3 separate regions of the Mus musculus genome follow, and all the other regions are linked to region 2. Evidence: chromatin contacts called from public HiChIP or PLAC-seq and promoter capture Hi-C data. All regions are on one chromosome and are shown on one strand. Each heading gives the region's core, a stretch centred on a gene start, on an enhancer-like site or on the middle of the called end of the contact. The rest is flanking DNA. Distances are from core to core; before and after follow the strand shown. Region 1 holds the start of Dmrt1i (Dmrt1 interacting ncRNA). Region 2 holds the start of Arpc1a (actin related protein 2/3 complex, subunit 1A). Region 3 holds the start of Bhlha15 (basic helix-loop-helix family, member a15).

Region 1 (3,454 bases), core at 909-3,408, 730 kb after region 2:
GGGCACACAGTGCTTTCTTTGTGTGTATTTCCCAGTGAACTTTATCCTGGAGCAGTTTAGAAGCTTCGTATCCTCCAAGCTCATAAACAAAGCAATCGTACCTGGACAGCTTTTAAAAATAAAGCCTTGCCCACTCCGGCTGAGTTCAAGTCTCAAGCGCTGAGTGTGTTTTCTGCTAGGAGAAGGTTGCTGTGGCCCTGGAGTCTGGGTCACCTCAGTCCTAGGTGTGTACTCTAGGACATGTTCAGAGCTGGGTTGGGTGTGACTGGGTAGACAACAGGAAGCACCAGGAAGGACTAGGGAGACAGCTCAGTAGTTAAGAACACTGGCTGTTCTTCCAGAGGACCTAGGTTTGTTTCCCAGTACCCACATGATGGTCACAACCTTCTGCAACCCAAGTTTCAGGGAATCTGAAGCCCTCTTCTGACCTCTGACATATGCACCAGGCATGTACATATATATGTATCAGTCACAGATGACATACATGCAGTCCAAGTAGCTTACACATAAAATAAAAGTTTTAAATAATGTGCCAGGAGCCACACACCTACATGGCCTCTACAAGATGAAAGAAAGCACAGACATCCTAGACGCCTCAGCCGACCTGGGGGCTGAGGAAATGGGTCAGTTTGTAAAGTGCCTGTGGTGCGAACATTGGGACCTGGGTTCCATCTGCGGAACCCATGTGAAAAGCTACATACAGTAGATATGCTCTTGTACTCCCAGTGCTGGGAATTTGGGAGACAGGTGGATTCATGGGGCTTGTGGAGACTTGATAGCCATCAGTCTATCCTTTTTAGCTACTTCAGTAAGAGACTCTGTCTCCAAGATATATATAGTAGATATCGGCTGAGGAATGACGCCCAAGGTTGACTTCTTGTAACACACACACACACACACACACACACAGAGGAAATTTTTAGACAGTCTTGTGATTTACATAGTTGTAAAGCATGGGATTTTAAACTTATTCTTAATGTTCTGTTATTCCAGTAATCAGATCTTGGCGTTAGTTACTTTTTTTGGCACCCCGGAACTTTCAAAATTGTGGGTGGCTCCATCCATGAGAAACCATGCCCCGTGGACCTTCAATCAGGGAAACCGATTCGTAGGAGGTATGTGGAAGTTACTCAAAGGCAGAGAGCTTAGAGGATTCACCTGCGGAGGATGTGAGCCTCGAGCTTTCAGAGCCAGCACCTTGTGGCGGACACTAGACCAAAGACCTAGAAGCCCAAAGGTCCAGGTCCTGTTCTAAAAGACACCACAGTGTAGGGGCTTGGCTGGAACTCTGGGAGGGCCGGGAGAGGGCGAACAGAGGTATTACCTCCACTGCCAAGCCTTAGGCGAGATGGCCTGGTCCACTGGGTCCAGCCACCTCGCCTTGTACTGCTCCAGCCTCGCCCACCAGGCTGCTCAGCCACGCCCACACGAGGAAGACTCTCCCATTCCCTTGCCTGCCTCAGCTGGGGCTGTCTAAACCACGCCATCCTCGCTTCAGCACCGCCCATCGGTCTGCTAGACCGCGCCCACCGGCTCAACTCTGCGGTGCCACTCTGGCGGACACAGCTAGGGCGACTTCGTTCACTCCGTCCCTTCTTGTTTCGGCCACGCCCATCCGCCATCTAGGCCACGCCCATCAGTCCATTTCAGGTGGGGGGAGTAAGGGCGCGTCCCCTCCCCTTGGCTTCTCCCTCTTGTTGGCCTCTCAGACCCCACCCCCGCTCCACGTCTCAGCTGGGGCCAATCAGTCCGGCGCGCTGGCCGGGCTTCTGCTCCGCTTAGCAAGCCCCTAGGCCACGCCCACCTAGCGCAACAAGTCTCTTCCAGGTTCCCCCGGTTGCCCCAAAAGATCGACCCTCCCACCAGGCTGTCTCCGCGCGAGGCCGCCCCGCCCACTCTAGAGTACTCAGCCTAGGCCCCGCCCACCTCAGGTGGGGCTGCCCCGCCCTCTGGCCGTACGGCCCCGCCCACTCCGCCCGCCTCAGGTGGGGCTGCCCGTCCCTTTGCTCGTCCCAGCCTTGGCAGGCTACGTCTACCTCGCAGCTCCTTACAGACCGAAGCGCCGCAAAGTTTTGACATTTTGGCAGCAGAGACGCGCACTGACTCTCTCCCGCTGACAGCTGTGGCGGCGGCCGACTCTCAAGGACCACTCAGTCTCAAGTCCTAGGCGCTCCCGCCGCCCGGCGGCCACGAGGCCCCGCCGCGTCCTCCCGCGCTCGCCCTCCCGGAGGCTGCAGCCATGTCTCGGGGGCCGGAGGAGGTGAACCGGCTCACGGAGAACACGTACCGGGTAAGTGTGGGACTTTGCGGAGCTCGAGACGGGAGACCGGGGGGATCCGGGACTCTGTGGTTCCAGGCTGAGGGCGGAGGCTGGGAGGCCCGGAGACTTGGGAACTCCAGGGTTCGAGGCCAGGAACGTGAGCCCGGACAAGCAGCTGACCATTGTCGCCAGCGGGGTCGGTCGAGATTCTTTTTCGCTTTTGAGATAAAGTGGGGACTTTACATGATAAGGGCCTCCCCTTCCCCCTTGGACCCTTGGAGACTCCCAGGGACCCCACATTTCCCGTGTTGGGGGAAGGGGATTGGAGACGTGGACGACAATCCGCGGGGTCCCCGAGAGGTTCTTATCCTCCCCCAACTTCTCTTTGTGGTCAGTGACTGCGCTGGTCTGACCGCTGGGGCTAACCCCTCCCCAGATCCAAAAGAGAGAGAGAAAAGAGACAAGCTCGAGTTTCCTCGGAGAAAAGAAAGAATGTAGGGGAGAAACTCCTCCGTAATTAGGAATCCATCGCCAGGTGAGCCTGGCTCCCTCGGCTCAGGGAATTTTCTAGGCTGCCAGGGAATCTGCTCCTGGGAAGACTTGAAACGCCTTCGCCCTCTTGGACTCTTTCATACAGTAGCTTTTAAGTTCGATTTGGCTTTTGATTACTTTTTGTTTAGCGTTTTGACAGTTTTATACATCTATATACAATTATTATGAGCATGTTCGCCCGCAGTTGGACTGTTTCTACGTTCATGATTTGGGGAGGTTATTGGAGTCAGAGAGCACTGAGATTTTAATAAGAATTGACTTAAGCTGACAGAACGTGTGGTGATTGGTCGCTTAACTGGCATGTTATGTGAGAGAATTTTTCCAGAAACAGACATGGGATTAGTGGCCAGTTTAGTAAGTTTAAGTACTTATAAATGAATTCCATTTGAAATGAGATATCCGTTTAATCATCTGCTATTAATAGAATACAAAACAACTTTTGTTTTAATTCCACTTAGGTCCACTGAACCCCTGAGATTTAAAGTTCTCTAAATTTACTTGTAGTCATGATTAAAACCCACTCTTTGGTCATTTCTCTAGATTCTTTTTTCACCCACTCTTTGGTCATTTCTCTAGTTTTTTTTTTTTCACCCCTAAAATTGAGTTTCTAGATTTGCAAGGTCTTAGTTCCTGAAATCAGAA
Region 2 (3,913 bases), core at 436-2,935:
TCTTTTTCTTTTTTTTTTTTTTTTTTGGTTTTTTGAGACAGGGTTTCTCTGTATAGCCCTGGCTGTCCTGGAGCTCACTCTGTAGACCAGGCCGGCCTCGAACTCAGAAATCCGCCTGCCTCTGCCTCCCGAGTCCTGGCATTAAAGGCGTGCGCCACTACGCCCGGCTTTCATCTAGTTTCTAATTGCTCTCCTTACCCAGCCCAGCGATACCTGTGCTCCAACAGGTCACCACGCCCTACCAATGTTCTGACAGGCTTCATTAGAAATTCCAGCTTCATCAGACCATCTCCACACTTCCTGTAGAGAACTTATTTTGACCTAACACTAGATAATTTAGATTCAAAACACTGCCACCCATCCTCTAAAGGAGTCTGCAATTTCCAATGGGTCCTCTCAGCTGTGAACAGCATATGAATTGAAGAAGCCTTCCCCCAACCCCCACCCCTGAGACAGCCAGTGACTTGATCTAATGGGGTAAACACCCGGGACTGATAACTTATAGAGACCTGAAATCCTAAGGCCTACTAGGAAACCAAAAGATTAAGGGAACTGATAAAATAGGATGCCAACCTAGGTCATTTCAGAAACTGGGCAAGGAGAAGATAGGAGAGAAACACACCATGACAACAGATGGCTTTATACTCAGAGATTCTAAGCTGCAATTTATTAAGTGCCTCCCATGTTCCCAACAGTGTTCAGTATCTGAACGGGGCCAGGAACATGAATAAATCCTTGTCCTCATGTCCTTCTCCGGAGGAAAGAGAGCAGAAAGTAAAGGAAGGCAGATATGCCTTGAAAGTCTCAGAAGCACCAGTAATGGCTATCATTTATTATCAGATCATTTGAACAGCTTCTCTGGGTTAGGAATTGCTGTAAGCAACTCAAGCACACGAACTCCACGCGAAACCCATAAAACCAAGTAGACTAAGAATCTTCTTACTGCAGCTGGGGAAACTGAGGCACCAAGAAACAACCTTCCCAGAGACACCTGACAAAGTGGCAGAGTCAAACGGGAACTCGGAGGGTTCTACATAAAGGACCCTATGAATACGGGTGCAGAGGAGAGTACAAGTCTGACTTGCGGGGGCGGGGGCTAGAGCTAGGGAATCTTAAGGTTACTGGAAAGATGGGCTTTCTCTTGCTGGGAAGGGTTCCCCAATAACTGACGGTTCGGAGGCTGCTCTAGGCAACATCCTAGATGTTGACGAGATGAACAGATACTCGTGACAAGCCACCGGGGGATGGGGGGGGAGATCCGCCCGTCTAAACTAATTTTACAGATTGTGGTAAATGCTCACAGTAGGGGTGCAAATGGTACTATGGGGGTGTCGGAAGCCGAGTTGTTCCTTCTCTCATCCGAGATGGAGGGCAGCTGGAAAGTGCTCAGAAACGCTCGGTCTGTGTGTGAGGGGGGCACCAGGGACTCAGAGGTAACCACGAAGGGCTGAGATCCCGGGCCCCTCAGCTCCAGACCCCGCGCCTAACAGCCCTGGGCCCGCCGCCCCCGCGTGCCATAGAACATACAAAAAAAAAAATGGAGGCGACCCGGGCCAGACTCTCCGCCCTGTGGCTCCTTACCTGAGGTTGGGGAGGTCTGGAGGTCCGGAGCGGACGATTCGCGGACTCTGGTCAGTCGACGCGAACTGGCTCCGGCGGGCGCGGACGGAGGAGGGAGGCCTAGAGGGAGAGGCTGACAGATCCCGGAAGTGACCGGAGCGCCTGCGCAGAGCGGCCGCTCTCAGCTGGCGCTTGGCGCAGGCGCAGGCGCAGAACGTAGCCTTTGTTGGCGTGTTCTGTCTGAAGAGCGGCTGCTGCTCAGGTGAGGCAGCCGCTCGTCAGCGCTAGGGCGTGCTTGTGGAACTGGATGGGCGTCCTACTCCTTTCTTTAAGGAGGTTTTAACACACACACATTTCTGAACCATGGCCCAAGTGTGCAGCGTTGGGAGCTTCTCAAGTGCTTTTTGTTACAAATTACTGAGCTAGGATCTCTCAGGCTTTGTGGTTCTGAAGAACAATTCAAAATAAAATAAAATAAAATAAAAATATTTATGTGGCTGGGCGGTGGAGGCGCACGCCTTTAATCCCAGCACTTGGGAGACAGAGGCAGGTGGATTTCTGAGTTTGAGGCCAGCCTGGACTACAGAGTGAGTTCCAGGACAGTCAGGGCTACACAGAGAAACCCTGTCTCCAAAAAAAAAAAAAAAAAAAAGAATTATATGGATGTCTGTGTCGGTATACGCATGTGAATTCAGGTGCCCCTGGAGGCCAAGAGAGCAACAGATCCTCTTGGAGCTGGAATTGTAAGTTACACCATGTGGGTGCTGGGAACTGAACTCAGGTCCTCAGCGAGAACAATACAATCTTTTAAGCTGAGCCATCTTGCCAGCCCTTGAAACTATGTTTGTGTTCCTTCATAGAGGGTGGGTCAGAACTGGTGACTATTTTCTGCCTGGCGGACTGTCCCTGTCCTGGACCCTCAGTAGAAAGTCTCAAGTCTACCTAAGAGTCCCCTTGACTGTTCCTAGATCAGGACCACTTGTTCCTGCACCCACAATGACACCACAAGAAGGCGCAATGGTGACATGGAAAGAGTGTATTCTATGTAGATGCAATTTATAAGAACTGCCCTGAATGCTACATCCAGTCAGACTGTTGCCCCTGCTCTGGTAGAAATTATGAAGCAACCAGTTAAGTACCCAGGTTCCACTAGAGGTAGGCACCCCAGTCCTTGTCTTGTGGTGGTCTATATATTTGACCCAGTGGACAGTAAACACTGCCCTAACAGAAATAAGGGAATAGTCTATTTCGAGTCAAATATCCATGAGCATTGCTTAGCAGTGCTCGGATTCCTTACCCTAAGTGTTTGCCCCACCTTGAAAACAGTTGCGTTATGGTCTTTAGAATTATTATCGGTCTGTGTGTGTGTGTGTGTGTGTGTGTGTGTGTGTGTGTGTGTGAGTGTGTGTGTGTGTGAGTGTGAGTGTGTGTGTGAGTGTGTGTGTGAGTGTGAGTGTGTGTGTGTGCTGTGTGAGTGGGTAGCACTCATATGGTGGTCAGAGGTCAGCTCTGTGAACTCAGTTCTCTGCTTTCACCTTTACACGGATTCCAGAGATCCAACTCATGTGGTCGGACTTGTTCAGCAAGCGCTTTTCCCACCAAGCCATCTCGCTGGCCTTGGGTGAACTTTTATAGTTGCAGGACAAGAGAAAGCCACACATCAGAACATTTAGCAGAGTTGCATTGGTGGGAACATCGGATAGGAGGGTTATAGCAAGAAGAGTCAATCTTTCCTAGGTTTCAACTTAGGTTAGAGAACTCTTAGCCTTAGTGTTGGAGGAAGCTAGAGATCTGCTGATACACCACAAGGGCTTTACATAACAAGCCTGAGAAGGTTAGCTAAGTATAAAAATAAAGATCATGGCTAGTGTTGTAGCTCAGTTGACAAGAGTGCTTACCTAACAGTCACAAACCCCTCTGTTAGCTCCAGCCCTGTACAAACCTGACGCGGTGCCACGTGCCTGTAACGGCAAGCACTTCAGAGGCAGAGGGAGGAAGATCAGAGCCAGTGTAGGCAACATAAGGGTTTGAGGGCAGCCTAGACTACATGAGATCGTGTCTCAAAAAAGAAGACTCACTAGGCTGGAGAGATGGCTCAGTGGTTAAGAGCACTGACTGCTCTTCCAGAGGTCCTGAGTTCAAATCCCAGCAACCACATGGTGGCTCACAACCATCTGTAATGGGATCTGATGCCCATTTCAGATGTGACTGAAGACAGTGACATGTATGTATGTATGTGTGTGTGTTCTATTAAAAATCGAAGATTCAAAAAGGGAAATGAAGGCTAGTAGATAACTACTAAATGGCCTGAGATGCCCCGAGATACTTTTGGAGTCTATAACATTTGATCTCT
Region 3 (3,846 bases), core at 107-2,606, 890 kb after region 2:
GATCTGTGTAGAGTAGCGTTGCAGGTGGCCTTGGGGCTGGTCCTCAGTGACACCAAGCATGGCCCCAGCTACCTGCTGCTGCTGCTGCTGTTGCTGCTGCTGGTGATGGTAGTGCTGGTATAATTTAGGGCCTGGCGCAGGACCTGGTGCCTCCAGCCCCGGGAGGCGGCTGCTGGACATAGTAAGTATGGTGGCGGTCAGCGACTTGATATAGTTCTTGGCCAGCGTGAGGGTCTCGATCTTGGAGAGCTTCTTGTCAGCCCGCACGTGCGGGATGACCTCGCGCAGTGCCTGGAAGGCATTGTTGAGTTTATGCATCCGCTGCCTCTCTCGCTCATTGCTCTCCAGCCGCCTCTGAACACTGTTCTCCCTGCGGCCACCAGACCCCTGTCGCCGGCGGCTGACCTCTCCCCGACCTCCGCTTGCACGCGCTGTCCTGCTCCGGAGACCCTTTGTCAGCTCTGACCCCCCTGAGCCTGACTGGGGTCTGTCAGGTGTCTGCTCTCCTGGGGTGGCTTCTGTGTCCTGCATGGGTGTTCGGCGCCGAGGGGGCCGGTTTTTGGTCTTCATAGCTCCAGGCTGGTTTTCCCAGGAGGTGGTGGCTGGGTGAGGCCCTTCCAACTGAAATTCAGAACACAGCCCCTCTGCAGTCATTCAGTGTGGCCAGTGGACACGCGGCATGGCTGTCTCATTGCTTCCTTAGCCAGTGCAGCTGACCACTGGTGCTTAGTGGACACCTAGGCGCTTCCCGTCCACACTGAACCCTGAGTTGACTCACCTGTGCTCCCAAAGCCCTGGCTGAGTTCACACTGACCCACTTTTCTCTAACCTACCATCCCTTCTTCCCTCCCCACTTATCTGGGAACCCATTTTGGGTCCCCTGCTCCTCCTGAGCCTCCGTACTTGACAATTTGCTTAAACCACCCAGGAACAGGTCCCAACCCTGGCTTATGGGTCCCCCCCGCCCCCCGACACTGTCATTTGTCCCAGACAGGCAGCACCCTTTAAACATCACGTTTACAGCTGGACATGACACAGGTCCAGACATGATCAGAACCAGAACCTCAGTGAGTGCACGCAGGACAGCTCACAGGTCAGACTGATAGTTGCCAAGGCCCTGCAGCAGCCCCCAGTTCTACCACGTGGACAGCACCAGCCAGTCTGAGTGGAAGCCACCATCCCATCTGTCTGTCTGTTTTCCCCTACAGCTGCCAGGCGTCTGATCAAGCTTCTGGGGTTCCCTCCCAGCAGTCCTATATAGTTTCCCCAACCCCTTGGTTTACCTGGGGATTCGAGGCCGTACGCGCAGAGGCTGCCCACGGGGGACAAGGACACGTAGCTTTAGCCACCACGGGCGGGGCTGCGGGAAGCATGTAAATGAGTTCGCTGGGAGGGGCCAGGGCGGCACCTGCGGCCACGCCCCTCGCTCTGAGGACCCGTGCGGACCCGCCTTCCCTTCCCTCCCTCCAGTTCTGAGAGCAGGCGACCTCTCTGGGGACTTGCCAGGGCGGGGAGGGGGGGGGGGGGACCCGGATCGCATCTGGCCAGGACACCTGGCCTTGGGGTTAAGAGTCAGAACAGAGTCTAGGATAAGCCACCCTGCATAGTCTTGCAGGAACCACATCCACCTCCCTGAGCGAAGCTGGCAAGCTCTCTCCTTCCCTGCCCTGGAGCACCCTGGTTTCTCCAGCGGACTCTGCTAGTCCTAAGGGCTCAAGGACAGGGCTGTTCCTCTTTTTGTCTCCCCTTACTGAAATGGGGTGCAAGGGGGTGCCACCCATGTCTACCTATCTGTTGCTAGCTCCTGCCTTGGTTTCCCGAGGTTACAAGGGAATTACAATATAAAAGGTTATGGGGCAGTAAGATGCCTATGGGTAGAGGGGAAGATGCCAAGACTGAGGAGCCTGGGACCCACAAAGTGGGAGGAGAGAACCAATTCCCCCAAGTTGTTCTCTGACCTCTATGTGAGTGTCATGTTGCTCACAGAAAACAGGTTTTCTTGCTAGCCTTTATCTGTGTGTCTATTTTTGGTGTATGTGCATGCTCCTAGGTCAGAGGGACAGCTTGCAGGAGTCTGTTCTCTACTTCCACCACGTTGTGCCGGGGTCGAACTCAAGTCCTTCGGTTTGGCTGCACGTGACGTTACCAGCTGTGCCATTTTGCTAGCTGTAGCACACTGGCTGCCCTTGCGCACCTGACCCTCCAGTGTCTCCTCTGCCTCCCAAGTGCTAGAACTGCAATTGGGTCATGGCACACTCAACTAAAATGTGCTGAAAATATATATTCTTTGATCCAGTGACTGTTGTAGTTACAGATGTGTGTTGGGGCAGTGTGGTGCTAGGGACCAAACCAGTGTTTCTTCACATGTGCTCAGCTCAGCTACATCCCTGGCTCTTTTTTTTCCTTTTAGAGACAGACTCCAAAGCCAAGGCTGTCCTCAGACTCATGGCTACCCTTCTGCCTCAGCCTCTTGCTGCAGGAATCATAAGGGTAACTGGTCACTAGGCTCAACTAATAGTAGTGTGTCTCCCCCCCACCCCCCCATTAATAGGACAGGTCTAAACAACTCAGCCAGGACTCTGCATAGCTCTGGCTAAGTTCAGCAGGCTTGGGTCTCAGTACTTGTGACACAGTCATGTGGGCCATGGTTCTGGTAGAAAGCTGTCACCTCCCTCATGTCATTTGGACTTCAATGAAAGGACTGGGGGCGGGGGGAACTGAGACACCCCCATACTGCATACAACTGCTACTGCTTTTTGAGACAGGACCTCATCCTTACCAGAGCCTGGGCTGTTATGGACACATGGCAATCCTCCTGCCTCAGCACCCATCTGCTGGTATTACAGGCACACACCATGCCAAACCCAGTGAAAGGCTGTTTTGTTTGGGGTGTGTGTGTGTTTTGTGGTACCCGTGCATGTCCACAAGTGTAAGGTGTGAAGGTCAGAGTTCAACATCAACTGTCATCCTCGGGGCACCGGTTTCTGTTTTGTTGAGGCGGGATCTCCCACTGGCCTAGAGTGCTAGGCTGGCCAGTGAGCCCCAGGGTCTGCTGCCTCTGCTACCCCAGAACCAGACGACAGGCATACTGGCTCCACTCTACCCGACCTTTTGATTTTAAACATCATGGGTTTTAGAAACAGAACATAGGTTTTCTCAGCAAATAAGCCATTTCCCAGACAGAAAGGCTGGCTGTGACCTCTTGGAGTAGCATGTGGGGCCTGGGCCAAGGCCAAATCCTTATAAGCCAAATCTCGCTACAACTCCTCAGTAAGTAGAAAGGCTTGGATTACAGAGCCCACAACCACACACGCACCAGACGCTGCAGTCCCCTGACAATCACCCTCGTGCCTTAGGACCACGGGGAGCTCAGAGATCCACAGCACCAGGCCAAACCCGCACATGGAAAAAACAAGGAGTAAATGTAGCAACAGAGATTATTATAAATATATAACTATATTTATTTTGAATATTAAATAGTTTTTAAATTACAAGCAATTTATTGAATCACACTAAGCTTCAATATACAGTAAAAATCTTACAATTTAAAAATGTACACAATTTAAACTCCAAGTTCATTAACTGTTATATTGCCATGAACCCCTTCTGATTGCGTTAAGTACAACCTGGTGGGTAGCAGGCCGTGGGTGTGACTGTCCCACCCAGATCCCTGGCGAGGACAGGATGAAACAGTGGGAACATGCACAAGACCCAGCTTCGCCTGAGCAGGCTTCAGTAACCAAACGCCACACGTTCAGCCCCCGGGACGGCCGTGGGTGACGCAATACTGCCAACACATCTTAAGAACTTATGTGTAAGTTAAACAGAGCTTCCTAAAAGCCAAGA

Evidence for each region. Promoter capture Hi-C pulls out the DNA fragments that hold promoters and counts their contacts. HiChIP or PLAC-seq counts read pairs in DNA pulled down with a chosen protein or histone mark.
Region 1: a contact with region 2 is called in a promoter capture Hi-C map of hippocampal neurons, with 2.3 times the contacts expected there. The contact joins the promoter of Dmrt1i here to the promoter of Arpc1a in region 2. A contact is called at or near these places in 2 of 39 promoter capture datasets (cranial neural crest and hippocampal neurons).
Region 3: a contact with region 2 is called in an H3K4me3 HiChIP or PLAC-seq map of craniofacial prominence, with 4 times the contacts expected there. The contact joins the promoter of Bhlha15 here to the promoter of Arpc1a in region 2. A contact is called at or near these places in 2 of 39 promoter capture datasets (cranial neural crest and hippocampal neurons) and 1 of 115 datasets of contacts at active chromatin or transcription factors (craniofacial prominence).

What each region holds. Positions count from the first base shown.
Region 1 is chr5:144,356,627-144,360,080 of GRCm38.p6, reverse strand. It overlaps Dmrt1i (Dmrt1 interacting ncRNA), which reads right to left and starts at 2,158. Exons shown (of 2, transcript NR_102374.1): 1 at 2,037-2,158. It overlaps Baiap2l1 (BAI1-associated protein 2-like 1), which reads left to right and starts at 1,969. Exons shown (of 14, transcript NM_025833.3): 1 at 1,969-2,290. The coding sequence starts at 2,240.
Region 2 is chr5:145,081,641-145,085,553 of GRCm38.p6, reverse strand. Arpc1a (actin related protein 2/3 complex, subunit 1A) reads right to left here and starts at 1,685. Exons shown (of 10, transcript NM_019767.2): 1 at 1,582-1,685.
Region 3 is chr5:144,187,796-144,191,641 of GRCm38.p6, reverse strand. Bhlha15 (basic helix-loop-helix family, member a15) reads right to left here and starts at 1,356. Exons shown (of 2, transcript NM_010800.4): 1 at 1,284-1,356; 2 at 1-621. The coding sequence starts at 570. Lmtk2 (lemur tyrosine kinase 2) reads right to left here. Exons shown (of 14, transcript NM_001081109.2): 14 at 3,434-3,846.